Regions from separate parts of the Mus musculus genome. Here region 2 is linked to region 1. The links are chromatin contacts, called in public Hi-C maps. All regions are on one chromosome and are shown on one strand. Each heading gives the region's core, a stretch centred on a gene start, on an enhancer-like site or on the middle of the called end of the contact. The rest is flanking DNA. Distances are from core to core; before and after follow the strand shown. Region 1 holds the start of Eps15 (epidermal growth factor receptor pathway substrate 15). Region 2 overlaps Eps15 (epidermal growth factor receptor pathway substrate 15).

Region 1 (7,079 bases), core at 4,149-6,648:
GGGTCAGTCACCCTTGAGCTGGTGGTCCTGGGTTCTATCAGAAAGCAGGCTGAGCAAGAGAGTAAGCAGCACCCCCTCAAAGGTCTCTGTATCGCTGGCCTCCAGGTTCCTGCCCTGTTTGAGTTCCCGTCCCGACTTCCTTCATTGATGGACATTTCCTTCATTGATGTGGAAGCATCAGCCAAATTAACATCTTCCTCCCCAACTTGCTTTAGGTCATGTTGTTTCATCACAGCAATAGTTAGCCCTGAACTAAGACAGAAATTCCTAGGCCAGGCATGGTGCATACCTTTACTCCCAGCCTTTGGGAGGCTGAAGCAGACTGACCTCTGTTGAGACCAGGCCAGCCTAGGCTGCACAGATAGAGTTATTGAGGAAACAGTCAATGGTAGAGTGGTTGCCTAGCATTCGTAAGGCTCTAGGTTTTATACAAAGTGTTCAAACAAAAAGAATGAAAAGCAAAGAAAATGCTCAAAAACAAAAAGAAAGAAAAGCAAAGAAAGTGCTCAAAACAAAAAGAAAACTTTACTTGTCCTTTCTATAATCTACAAAAAAAAGCAAAAATTGGCTCTTTCTCATTCAAATTTTCCCCTTTCTTTTTCTTTTGCTTCCTCCAACCCTTCCCATGTCCAGTTTCTCCCCTCAAATTCATGGCCTAATTTCCACAAGCTGTCCTATGTCCTCCACATGCATGCCATGGCACACACACACATACACACACACACACACACACACACACACACACACACACACGAGTAAATATGTAAGTACAAGCTGCTGAGTTCATTTAGTATGGCTTGTACATACGTTTCTTTGGGGCTGATGACCTAGTATTAGATAACCAGTTAGGAGTTCATCCCTGAGAAAAAAACTGATTCTCCCTCTCTCTGCATTCAATAGCTGCCTACAGCTCTCCATCTAGGAGCCAGGACTGTTTTCTGCTTTTTCATACAGACACTCTCTGTAGCCCTGGCTGACTTACAACTTAACTTTGTTGCCATTCTGGCCTCACAGTAATCCTGTCTCAGATTCCCACTTGCTGGGATTAGACTGAGCCATCATGTAGGATTTGGATTTTACTTATCAACAAGAAAAGTGAAAACAACTGAAATGAGAAAAAGTAAGGTTGGGCAGCACTAACTACAATGAGAAAACCAACACTTCATCAGGTATTACTTGCAAAGCAAAAATGTTAGAGCTGGCCAAGTATTTAATAATGTTTAAAGTCCTCTATTAAAATGTAAGCTCCATGCTTTTTGTCTTTAAGCTTCAAAATTTTTTATTTTGTTAGTATATTCTAAGTAGCTATACTAATTCTTGGCCAATAGTAAATGCTCAACAATATTTGTTGGATAATATTTTTTAATATTTATATGTATGGGTGTATCTGCACCTACTAAGTGCTGTGCATGCAAAGGCCGGGAGATGGTGCTGGATCCCCTGGAACTGGATTTACATATGGCTGTTAGCACACAGGTGCTGGGAACTGAACAAGGTTCTCCTAGAACTGAACAAGGTTCTCCTAGAAGAGCAGCCAGTGCTCTTAACCACTGTGGATCAATTTTTAAGGCAAAGAAAGCAGAGACCTAAAGATTTTACTCCTGTCTTCATTAGGATATTATTCATACCATACTTACTGGCAATGCTAAAAATGGCATTCAGAATCTAGTATTCTATCATCTCTAGAAGACAAAACTCAATTTCAATCTTTAGTTAAGAAAGAGTTAGAGGAGTGTTTGGCAGGCATTCAAAAGGCAAGGGAAACATAAACTAAAACATTTTCACTTTTTTCTCTAATTTGTTGCTTTAGTTAAAACGATAAAAGCCAAAAAACTAAAAAGCCAACCTTAATACAATGTGTTACATCTAATACTTAATAAAATATTTACAGAAGCAGGCATAGCAATGCATGCCTTTAATTCCTGCACCTGGGAGGCTGAGGCAAAGTGATCTTTGTTACAACCAGGTCTAGAGACCCTGTCTCAAAAACAAACAAAAACTCTTTCACACACACACACAGACACACTGGCTGGCTGAATGAATGAATGAACGAATGAATGAACTAACTAACCTATTCCAAAACGATCATTACCAGAGGCAGAAACTAGCATCCAGTTAATCTTCATAACTGTTTAAGAGCTCTTTAACAGGTTTGGCATAGACACAAGATTTATTTCTTCCAAATAAACAGAGGAAAAAGAGGTGAAATTTAAAATGTCCTTTGCTGGGCGGGCCCAGTGACACACACATCCATAATCCCAGCTTCTTGGGAGACTGGGGCAGAAGGATCACTAAGTCAACGAACCCAGACTAGAATGGCAACATAGCCATACACTTTGAACCTTCCACATGTCTACCTTGAAGAATCTCCCACTTGAGTATACCATATCTAGCTCTGTGTTAGAAGAGCAGAAAAAAGAAACACAAGGTAACATAAATAAATCAATAATGAATGTGAAACCAAACTACACCATTATCTGACTTAGTTCAAGCAGCTAAAACTTTTTAAACAAAAAGTATGAGGAACTGAGGAGATGGCTCAGTAGGTAAAAACACTATGTAACATGAGGAGTGGAATTCAAATCCCTAGTACCTACATAAAAACCTAGCACGGCCAAGCATGCCTATAACCCCAGCAGTAAAGAGCAGAAACAAGCTGGCCCGCCTAAATGGCAATCTCTCATTCAAGGCTGCAAGGCAGACAGTGATACAGGAAGACACCTGACATTCTCCTCTAGTCTCTTCATGCACTCCAACCAGCACATGCACCTGCACACTCATATGTGTGCAACACACACACACATGTTAAAATCAAGGACTGGAGATATGGTTCAGCTCAAGTTAATAGCACTTGTGGCTCTTGCAGAGGGCTCAGGTTCGGTTCCCAGTAGCCATATGGTGGTTTATAACCATCCATAACTCTAGTTCCAAGGGATTTGACACTCTCTTCTGTCTTATATGGGCACCAGACATGAATGTGGTATACATATATACATGCAGGCAAACACTCATACACAAATAAGTAATTATATCTAAGAACTATAAATCTGCTAAGTTTGAAGGAAAAAGATACATTAGTAAATATTTTAAAAACTTTTTCCCCTGTGCCTTTATAATATCTCACTATATCTTAGTATTTTAATATCTAAATATTTTAAATTGACTTATTTGAATTATCAATTTAAGTTCAAACATGAAATACTAAAGAATAATTTCCCCTTAGTGATTCAGCATTTACTCTGGATACATTTTAACACCTAACTATACAACCACAAGAACATATGCAAATTATGAAAATGACTACAAAACTGAGAGCCTGAAGCAAATTTCCAGAGATAAGTGATCCTAAACAGAAACTAAAAACACAGTACAATCCAAGAAGAAAATAAAGTAGGCACACAACCAAGAAGCAATTCTACAGAAGTCTTCAAGGGAACAAAATCTTTAATAGGGGGGTCGGGGGAAACTACCAGAATTAGCCAACAGAGTCAGAATACAAGTGCCTGCCAACAGAGATCATGTTTAAGGCAGGTCACTATCTAGACTCAGAAAGCCAACACCCAAAAGTCAATGTTTCCATTCCTCAAATGTGAGTTTCAGAAGGACCCTTCTAAACAGATTCATGACAAGACTGGGCCATCTTAAAAGTTCTTCCCTGTTAGATGCAAGTCAAAACACAATGACCCACAGGAAATAAATTTGGAAATGTAAAGTTTATGAGGTTATTCCTAAAGGCTGTCTTACCTGTGGGATGCCTCTGTGTGTGTGTGTGTGTGTGTGTGTGTGTGTGCGCACTATAATACACACACACACACACATACAGTATATATAGAATCACTTTTGCTGGGGATATGGCTCAGTCGGTACAGGGCCTGTCTAGCCAGCATGAAGTCCTGAGTCTGATCCCTGGCGATGAATAAACTAATATAGTGGTACAGTCCACTTGGGAGATGGAGGAAGAAGGATCCAAAATCAAGGTCATTCTTGATATTCTTGATTACATAGTGAGTTCAAAGCCAGCTTGATCTATTTGAGACCCTGTCTCAAAATAAATAAGTAAATAAAATTTCCACCCTGGCTCCTGGGGAAAATACTTTTTTATCTCCAAGTTCTTGGAAAGAAACACCTCAAAACCTCTTTATCATAACATAGAAATAATCTATTACCCAAACACATGCCCTACCTTATAAGTACAGGCAAATCTAGGCCAAGGAGACAAGATGGCAGGGAGCTATCACAGGGCAGGCTGATAGGCTGAGGTGGGCTTATACCAGGGAGTACACAGCCCCCAGCTATGGAGAAGGCAAACTTCTGGGCAGTGAAGATGAAAGGGACTGGCAGGTGTTTGGTACCTCATCCCTCCTGGGTGTCTTGAGATGACTACGCTTGGTTTTACAGAAACGGAGAACTCAGGTTCTCCTAAGTGAGTGATGTTTAGATGTATCCCTCGAGGATGGGGCTCTGAAGGAAGAGAACATTTTAATAATGATGATGATGATAAAGAGGCGAGACTCCGAGAACAGACTCCGAGAACAGCTTTTGGTCGAGATCGTCCCAGGACAAAGTTATCTCCCCGGTGGTTCCGGGCACCAGGGAGGAAAGAGGCGCCCCACCTGCAGAAGGCTGGCACCATGACCCCTCGGACGACGATCAGAGACGGCGCCCTCGCGGGTGGGAAAGTCTGCAAGGGGATCTGAGCAGAAGTGAGTGGGTCAAGTGCCCGGACAGGATGCGACTTCTGGAAGCCAGGCTGACTTGAGGGAACTGAGGGGAACTCGGCAGTCGTCGCTCCCGCGGACCGGAGCAGAGCGAAGCTGAGGGAACCCTGCCCCGCCGAAGTCGAGCCTCGCATCGCCCGCGGCCGCTGTCTAGCGTGAGCCCCACCGGAGCTCACCTGGCGGCCGTCAGGCCCGGAGGAGAAACTTGCCGAGAAGGTGAGCGCCGACGGGACCTGGAGGAGAGCGGCGCGGAGACCCGCGGCGGGGGCGGCGGCCGGGTGGGAGCCGCGCGGGGCGGAGCCGAGAGCCCGGCGACCCGGGGCGGGGGTGCGGCGGCCCCGGCTCGCCGCTCCCGCTCCGACTCGGGATGGCGCCCGCACTCCTCACACGCGCTCCCACCGTGCGGCCCGAGGGCAGCCGCCGCGCCAGCGCCCCAGAGCGGTGGAGGGGGGGAGGGAGGGCCGGGGAACCCCGGCGGGTCGAGCCGGGCCGACCGGCGGGCGGCGTTACCTGTGTCAGGGAGAGCTGGGCTGCCGCAGCCATGGTGTTTCCATCATGCACGGGAGGGGAAGGAAGGACGGACGGACGGGGGCCCGGGGCGGGAAGGAGGCGGAGGGACAGGCCGTAGGCGAGGCCGGCGGCCGGGCGTCTCCCCGAACTTCGACAACTTCCCTCCTCACGCCGCCCCGCCCCGCCCCGCCCCGCCGGCCTCACAGGCCGTGGCGGCGCGCAAAGCCCGGAGCGGGAGTCTGAGCCGCGGAACCAGGCCCTGACCCCGGCCTCCCTGGAAAACCCGGTGCGGATAGGGCTCTGGGGTGGACGGTCAGCGGAGGCGGCGCCACAGAGACCTGAGTTTAGGCAGGTCACCCACCATCCTTCTTCCTGGGCTGCTGTTTTCTGTAAAGTGCGGGGAGAAATTAGAACCATGTCCAGGTGGGTTGTGGGAACTAAAAAAGTAATGGTACTAAGTAATGACAGGAGCGGTTTAGTAGTAATAACATTAAATAATTCTGATTGTGTGTGATTCTGCACTAAATGCTTTTGTTTGTTTGCTGTTTGTTTAAAACAAGGTCTCTCTCTGTGTAGCCATGGCTATCCCGAAGCTCACTGTATAGATCAGGCTGGCCTCAAACTCACAGAGATCCACTTCCCTCTGCCTCCAGAGTGCTGGGATTAAGGAGATGTACCACTACTCCAGGCCTAAATACTTTTTTAAAAAATTGTGTGAATAGGGGATTTGAAACAGAAAGAAGTTATACAAATGAGGATGGTGAAAGCCAGCCAGGCATGGTGGCACATACCTTTAATCTCTGAGAGTTCCATGCCAGCCTGCTCTACATAGTGAGTTCAAGGACACATAGTAAGGCCCTGACTGAAATAAAAAGAAAAGGGCCTCCCCGAAAAGAAAAAACAAAACAAAACAAAACAACTCTCTTACCCGAAGTTTAAAAACTAACTAGAAAGCTGGATTACAAATCTTTCTACCTGCTATCACATTAAGAAGGCATGTAAATCCTTCTAAAGTAAAAATCTTGGGAGCAAGAAGGAACTGCTTGCCTTGCCTGCTCCCTGTCCTGCCTAGACTGTTTAATTTAAAAAAAAAAAAAAAAAAAAAAAAAAAAAGCAGGTGTAGGGCCACAGTGGAGTTCAGAGGTACAGTGAGTGCATAAAGTCCCATCTCAAATTCTTTTTTTTTTTTTTGTCTGGTTGGTTGGTTGGTTTTGGTTTTGGTTTTTTGAGACAGGGTTTCTCTGTATAGCTCTGGCTGTCCTGGAACTCACTCTGTAGACCAGGCTGGCCTTGAACTCAGAAATCTGCCTGCCTCAGCCTCCCAAGTGCTGAGATTAAAGGAATGTGCCACCAGTGCCCGGTTCCTCTCAAATTCCTTTTTGTCATAAATGCCACCTCTTGACAGAGTATTGTCTCTCCAAACTAGTGTTCATACTCTTTTGTTGACTTTACTAGAAGAGGGCAACAACCTCCTAATGACCTGTTTACATAAGTCTAACCACCCCCCTCAGCTCACCAGTGGCAGAGATTTTTTAATATATATGTATTTTAACACCATAACATTATAGTATATGCTTAAATGAAGGCCTTTGTCCTGCCTGTATTCAACATTATACACCTTACTCTTTTTCATTTTGCCACACTTAGTTAGAATAAGGAACCGCTTACCTGAAATTGTCATCTGCAAAGGTTCTTATTTAGGGTGACTACTGCCGTGATGAAACACCATGACCAAAGACAACCCGAAGAGTAAAGAATTTATTTCCCTCACAGTCTGGTCATCATCAAAAGCAGTGAGGAAAGGAATTCAAACAGGGCAGGAGCCTGGAGGCAGGGTCTGAAGCAGAGGCC
Region 2 (7,157 bases), core at 3,902-6,401, 37 kb before region 1:
ATATCCCCAGGCCTAAAGATACTACTGACTAAAGTGTTAGAATTACAGCCATCTGGATTCTCTAGAGAACTCTCAGAGTTGGGGCTGGTGTAAACTGAGGCGCCACTTTAACAAGTCACTGACACCTCCAGATCCCTAAAGCTTCAGGCAAACAAACCATGCCTGAGGTCTGGAGGGTTGTTTGGGTTTTTTGTTTTGTTTTCACTTTTGAATTTTTGTTTATTACACATAATTCTTTAAATTTGAATTTCCTCTATAAAAATGAAACAAATAATAACTTATTCACAAAAGTAGTAAAAAACTAGAATTGACAGACAACCACACATATACACGTTTTTGGTTTTTTTTAATTTATTAAAATAAAGTCTTACCAAATGTGGGCTAGCAAGGCAGAAGGTAAACCTGTTTTCAGGAAGGTTTCACGGACCTCCAGTCCAGACACATATCCATCCATATCCTTATCAGTTTTCAGAAAAATTTCATCATATTTAGCTTTTTCTGCAGGGGATACAACCCACTAGAGTGGGGAGAGAAAGATTCTGTCAAAATTAATCCAACCTTGAAAAGAGTACACATTTGATACTCTTTTAACACATAACCGTATCTATCAGCAATCTGAACCAATCCACCCAAATCACCTTGATGGCGGCACACTGCCCCCCACGTCACAACCAAACAGGAGAAAGGGAAGGCAACAAATTTAAAGTCAGTTAAGACTTACAGATGCCAGGCTAACATTTTTCTTTTAAGTAACCAAAGAAGTCAAGCACAATTAAACCATTTCCATACTATCAGCAGTAACTGGGAAAACCTGTATAAACAATATCCAGATAATCCCCAAGTTTCATTTTCTACAGTTCCATGCAGCATTCTTGCCCAGAGCTAAAACATGCACGTGCTGTCATTAGTTGTCTTTACACAACCTGACAAGAGATAGATCAGAGGAAGTAAGAATCAATCAGAATTAATAACCTGATCTGAAGAATCAAGAGTTAACTACAGATTAAAAACAATTATCACGACAGGGCAAGCATGCATGTTAGCACACAGTATCTTCCATTTCCATCTTAAATCTCTGATAGATGAAGGCAAAGCCAGTTAAACATCCACAGGACCTAAGGAGCACCTGCCTCCTCTGGGCATGATGTCATATGGGTTTAACTAGAAGAGTGCAGCATCTTTGACTGCACCTGCTATCTTTATCAATCATATTCATGCACTTTTGTTAGAGCAAAATCCTTGAACACCGATAGATTTCTACCTGTCTTAACGGTGCTTTGGTAGGTGAAATGCCTACAGGTGGTAAGGAGTGGTAAGATTCCTTGGCTGCTGAAGAGGGGATCACCCACTTGGAGCCTGATATACTGACCGTTTTTCTCTTAGAAGGTGGCACCAAGGCTGGAGGCAAGGACATTGGCACAGGTTCTTTCTCCAGTGCACAGTATACCAAAAACATGGCCTTAAAGATAAACAAAACGAAATCAAATATTATTTTAAAATTAGTACAAAATTCATTCACTGAGTTAAGCCCTGCTCAACCACAAATCATTTTTAATATATACACATATACATGTGTGTGTGTAAATATATATATGTGTGTGTGTGTGTGTGTATGTATATATGTGTGTACATATGTGTATATACACACACACATACATACATACACACATATGTGTGTTTCTTTATTGTTTTTATTTTTTAGAAACAGGGTTTCTTTGTGTAGGCCTGGCTGTCCTGGAACTTGCTCTGTACACCAAGATGGCCTCAAACTCAGAGATCTGCCTACTTCTGCCTCCAGAGTACAGAGATTAAAGTTGTGAGCCACCATGGCCTCATCTTAAATCTTCTTAAAGAAAAGTTGAAAGAAAACAGGAGAAAAAGAGGAAGAATGAAAAGGAAAGAGGAAGAAAATAAACTCAAAGCTAAATAATTCTCAGGAAGGAATATTCAGTAGCAAAAATTTAAGAGGCACACCCTTCAATTGAAGTTCTTGTAATAGCAAAGAATATAAGAATTTGAGTAGAAAATGCTGTCTATAAAGAAATCTCCTAGTATATAAAATGCTCCTAGAAATTAACAGATCATAAATTTAAGTCCAATAGGAAGATGAACAAAAAATATGAACTAATTTATGCCCCCGACCCAAATGAACATCACAAATAGCTCATCGTTTAACATATAAAAGCCATACTCAATTTTACCCCTAAACTAAAACTACAGGTTAAAATTATAGTGGGTTTACATTTTGCCTAAGTGGCAAGAATCCCAACTTTCATAATGTACTTGGGAGGTGAACTCTCAAAAAAGAGGCACTGTCAGACACTGCTACTGAGCACCAAAGGGTAATAAGTACCACTATGGCAGGATTATTTGTAGCAGAGGGCAACTGGGCAAGACACAAGATAACTTTGCCTTAAACCACCCTTAGTTCTCAAGTGCTGGGGCTACATGGGTGAGCCACAGCCTCACCTAACATTACAAGCATGGAGATGGTGCATCAGAAGCACTCACAGAAGAGGCGTTACTCTAGCTGTTATCGGTTTCTGCTGTTACTATCTATCCACTTTCACTGCTATCTACCATTGGTACCTTTTTGTAATTTGTGCATTCTAGTGTCTTAGGCCTTTTTCTTTGCCTTCTCATTTACCTAAACCTCTACATGTGTTGAAGACACTGTAATAAGCCTAAGTTTTATGCTACTTCTTGGAAAGTTTTTCTTTCCTCAAATTGTCTCCCAAGTAAATATAAATTATACATATTAATAAACATTTTTCTTTTGAGAACATGTCTTTCATTACATGAATCTCAGCCAAGAAATTAAAAAGACTATAGAGGGAAAACTATTGTTTTCTCCTATATAAAACTCAAATCAGTAATATCCTTTTGAAGGACCAACTGATCACCAAATTGCAAATACACTCTTCCCTTTGGCTAAATGATTTCACATCTAGAAATCAATACTTACATTTATTTTCCATATGAAATGCTGCCTGAAAAAAGATTATTAACCATAACAATTGGCTGCAATAGCACCTGTCCATCAATAAAAGACTAACACTAAAGTGATGATATACCTATATAATAAAAAACTATGAAACAATCGTTTTTAAAAAATAATGAAGCTAGGTTGGGAAAGCATACTTCTTTAATCCCAGTACTTGAGAGGCAGATGCAGGAGGATTTCTGAGTTCAAGGACAACCCCGGTCTACAGAGTGAGTTTTAGGACAGCCAGGGCTACACAGAGAAATCCTGTCTCAAAAACAAAACAAAACAGACAAACAAACAAATCATAGGAAAGCATTATGGTATTGTCTTCACGAATACGAAATTTTCAATATTTACCAAATTACATACTTAAATTGGAAGCAATCCATTGTATTCAGTCTCAAAAAACAATATACCAGAAAAAAAAAATCACAATGTATTCTATGAGAAAATAAGTCCAAGAATCTAAAGCACAATGATAACATAAAAAAATACAGTGTTGAACACATACCTCCAGTATATGTGTGCGTGCATGTGTGTTTGTGTGGTGTTATCTTCTGTGGTAAAGAGCAAATAATTATTCAAAATTTTTGTACATTTGAACAAGGAAAATTCAAGGATAAACCAGAAAGTAAGAAAAGTAGCTGGCCAGAGAAGACTACAACAGTTGCAGGCAGAGATGGATCCTTTTTTCACTATCTTCTTGTTTAATTTTGAATGATTAGAATGTATTACCTACCTTAAAATATTTTAAATATCTAAAGTGTGTATGTATATGTGTACATATATTTTAAAAGCTTACTGTCTGTAGAATATTTACTGTAAAACACTGTAACTTCTCCACGTTAAAGATACCTTTCATACTCTCAGAGGATGAAGTTTTATGGCTTTTAAAAAAAGAAAACTTGCAAACTTTATATGCCCCAGTACAGGGGAACGCCAGGGCCAAAAAGAGGGAGTGGGTGGGTAGGGGATTGGGGGGGTGGGTATGGGGGACCTTTGGGATAGCATTGAAAATGTAAACGAGGAAAATACCTAATTAAAAAAAAAAAGAAAAAAGAAAACTAGAGCTGGTGAGATGGCTCAGCGGTTAAGAGCATCGACTGCTCTTGCTAAGGTCCTGAGTTCAAGTCCTAGCAACCACATGTTGGCTCACAACCATCTGTAATGAGATCTGACGCCCTCTTCTGGAGTGTCTGAAGATAGCTACAGTGTACTTACATATAATAAATAAATAAATAAATTTAAAAACTATATAATAAAAGAAAAATAGACAATATCTTTAACCTCAAGAAGGATTTCCGTTGCAACTGAGAGTGGGTGCATTATTTCTTGATTTTTTTTTCCCACTGAAAATTATAATTCTCTCAAAGGAAATTTGCATTGGGCATCTATCTTAACTCCTAAATTTGAGTTTTATAGAATTTTCAAATCAGTACTTACTGAGTACTCAATACAACTGTGACCCACAATTTATATGATGGCTAATATTTTATAAATGAAGAAACGGCAGCTCAGGGATGCTAACTTGACTAATACAATATTTTAAAGATGCCATAGGCTACTGTATAGACTACACCATTGGTGTTACATGCCTATAACCCCATTACTCAGGACCAGGCAGCAGAGAACTGAGTTTGAGCCCAGCCTAGGTTATATGAGAGTCTGTCTCAAAAAAGAACTTTTTAAATATCTATGTATCTATATAGACACTAAAATGTTTATATAATATTATATATAAATGTATATGATACAAACCAAGAACTCCTTAGCTACAATATTAACAATAGCATCTGTGTGATAATTTTGACTATCACTCTTTCCTTTATAATTGGAACAGCTAAATCTGACCTGTGGACCCAGACTTTAGTGCACATCAGAATTTCCTGGAATTCTGGGATCAGTAAAGCTGGCACTGAGTCAGAGAATCTGCATTTCTAACAAGTTCTCTGGGGCTGTGTATCCAGGGATAGCCAAACCAATCCTTTACCACAAACTGGCCAAACAGTTAAGAACTCCATGTCAGTTTGAAAACACATGAACCCTATGTCTTCAAAAACTTGAAGCTTCAGAAAGAAACAATCTACTTCAGAGTATCTGTAGTACTAGGCTGGTACTTTGCTAACAGAGTGACTAGCACACATATCAAGGTCAGCATTCTTGCTGCAGATGAAGTCATTTCCTGGAAAAGTGGACACTGAACAAAACAAAAAAGCAATGCTTGCCATCTGCTGCCAATAGACAACACTTTTTTTTTCCTGAAAGTTGAAAAAGTTACCAATTTCATGTTTCTTAAAAATAGTTTCCCTGACAAAACTAAAGCCAAAATTTTGTTCACCAAAATCCTAAAGATGAACAGAATAATTTTAATACTGCTGGACTATGATCTTGTTCTCTTACTATACTGTACTCTATCCTATACAGACTGCAACTAAAGCAACAGCAACCAGATCAAATAATGTACATCCCCCTCCCAACCCATGTGCCCTGTGTGTCTCTGTGTGTGTGTGGAGAGAAACAACAGTTTTCAAGCTGGTATATACTATGTGAGTACAGAAATACATAAAGACACTAAACTAAAAAGCTTTAGGATATCTTTATTTAAAATAAAACTAGGCTGGGCAGTGATGGTAACAGATTTTAATCCCAGCACTTGGGAGGCAGAGATAGGTGATACTCTTGAGTTCAAGGCCAGCCTGGTGTACAGGATAAATTCCAGGACAGCTAAAGATACACAGAGAAACTTTCTCTCAAAAAAAAAAAAAAAAAAAAAATCCCCAATGGAGGAGGTAGAGAAAGGACCCAAGGAGCTGAAGGGGTTTACAACCACATAGGAGGAATAACAATATGAACCAACCAGTACCCCCCAGAGCTCCCAGGGATTAAACCACCAACCAAAGAGTATGCATGGAGGGACTCAAGGCTCTATCCAAGTATGTAGCAGAGGATAGCCTTGTGAGACATCAATGAGAGGAGAGGCCCTTGGTCTTGTGAAGGCTCTATGCCCCAGTGTAGGGGAATGCCAGGACAGAGAAGCGGGAGTGGGTGGGTTAGGGAGCAGGGGGAGGGGTATGGGATGGGGGGGGTTCAGAGGAGAAATGGGGAAAGGGATTAAAATTTGAAATGTAAATAAAGAAAAATCTAATAAAAAATTAAAAATAATAAAATTAAAAGAATTAAGTAAGTAAGTAAATAAATCATCACAAACAAAGCTAAAGTTACACAGGGTGTCAGAGAAGGAAAGGACTTAGTTTGGGATTAATACCAACTACTGACTTTCTTTAAGTGGTTTTTCTCTTTGTGTTTTAAGCAATATTAACTTTCAGTGGACATCAGATCAATATAAGGATTTTTAAATATCCATCATTTTATTGCACATTAACTGAGTATCTTTCCTATGCACCTACAGTGAGGGAAAAAAAAATGATGGCAAAACATACACATTCTCTTACCCATTAAATATATGCACTCAACCAAATAAATTCTAAAGACATTAGTAACTACGATCTGATGGGCATAGTCTAAGGATAAATTAAAATGGGAACTATTTCCCAAGACAGATGACACACACTGTAATTTAAGCATGTAGGCAGATCGTAAACTCGAGCCCTGTTTTAATAAGCTGTCAGGAGGTGTGGGTGTGAGAAGGCTGTCATATGATAGTATTTTACACTTTAAGAACATCTAGTTACTTACAACTGCAAACTCATCTCTGTCCAGCTTTCCATCGTGGTCAATATCACTCAACTCCCAAACCTTAAAAAAGGAAAGTGAGAACAATTAATGCTCTTTACTTTATGTATTCTTTAGGGACAGGAAGAGAAAGCATACTAATGGAATATGAGAGTGTCTGAGGTTAAGTATCTTAAAAGGAATCTGGACTTTGTCTTAATTGCAATGGGAAGTTACTAGGAGGTTAGTTTAAAGCAAGAAAATTGGAATCTCACACAGACCATACAGTAGAGAAACGGTTGGAAACAATACTAGAAAAGAGCTTTTAAAAACCAGTCTTGACAGATGTGGTGCTGCATGCCTTTAGTCCCAGTATTCAGTAGGCAGATGTAGGTGGATCTGAGTTCAAGGCCAGCCTGGTCTACAAAGAGTTCCCAGGCAGCCTGGGCTACACCAAGAAATGGTCTCAAAACAACAAACCAAACTCTGTATTTATTAA

Evidence for each region. A called contact is a pair of places that touch in the nucleus more often than the background predicts.
Region 2: a contact with region 1 is called in a Hi-C map of liver, with 1.9 times the contacts expected there. The contact joins the enhancer-like site here to the promoter of Eps15 in region 1. A contact is called at or near these places in 1 of 39 promoter capture datasets (macrophages), 1 of 15 datasets of contacts at CTCF or cohesin (the NIH/3T3 cell line), 7 of 484 Hi-C or Micro-C datasets (the 3T3-L1 cell line, bone marrow-derived macrophages, embryonic stem cells and 2 more), 9 of 115 datasets of contacts at active chromatin or transcription factors (CD8 T cells, the SCID.adh cell line, bone marrow-derived macrophages and 5 more) and 3 of 9 other capture datasets (adipose tissue, liver and pancreatic islet).

Annotation. Positions count from the first base shown.
Region 1 is chr4:109,278,594-109,285,672 of GRCm38.p6, reverse strand. It overlaps Eps15 (epidermal growth factor receptor pathway substrate 15), which reads right to left and starts at 5,398. Exons shown (of 25, transcript NM_007943.3): 1 at 5,229-5,398. The coding sequence starts at 5,261. It overlaps Gm40225 (a long non-coding RNA gene), which reads left to right and starts at 5,350. Exons shown (of 3, transcript XR_868003.2): 1 at 5,350-5,651.
Region 2 is chr4:109,315,430-109,322,586 of GRCm38.p6, reverse strand. It overlaps Eps15 (epidermal growth factor receptor pathway substrate 15), which reads right to left. Exons shown (of 25, transcript NM_007943.3): 8 at 6,683-6,742; 9 at 1,370-1,459; 10 at 372-517. Among named protein-coding and RNA genes, the nearest start is that of Gm52702, 24 kb to the left of the region's middle. Within about 2 kb of position 5,151, at least 21 of the 459 cell types and tissues checked have an H3K27ac peak or open chromatin away from gene starts, as enhancers often do. A contact at or near this core is called in adipose tissue, bone marrow-derived macrophages, liver and 1 more, where this site is marked.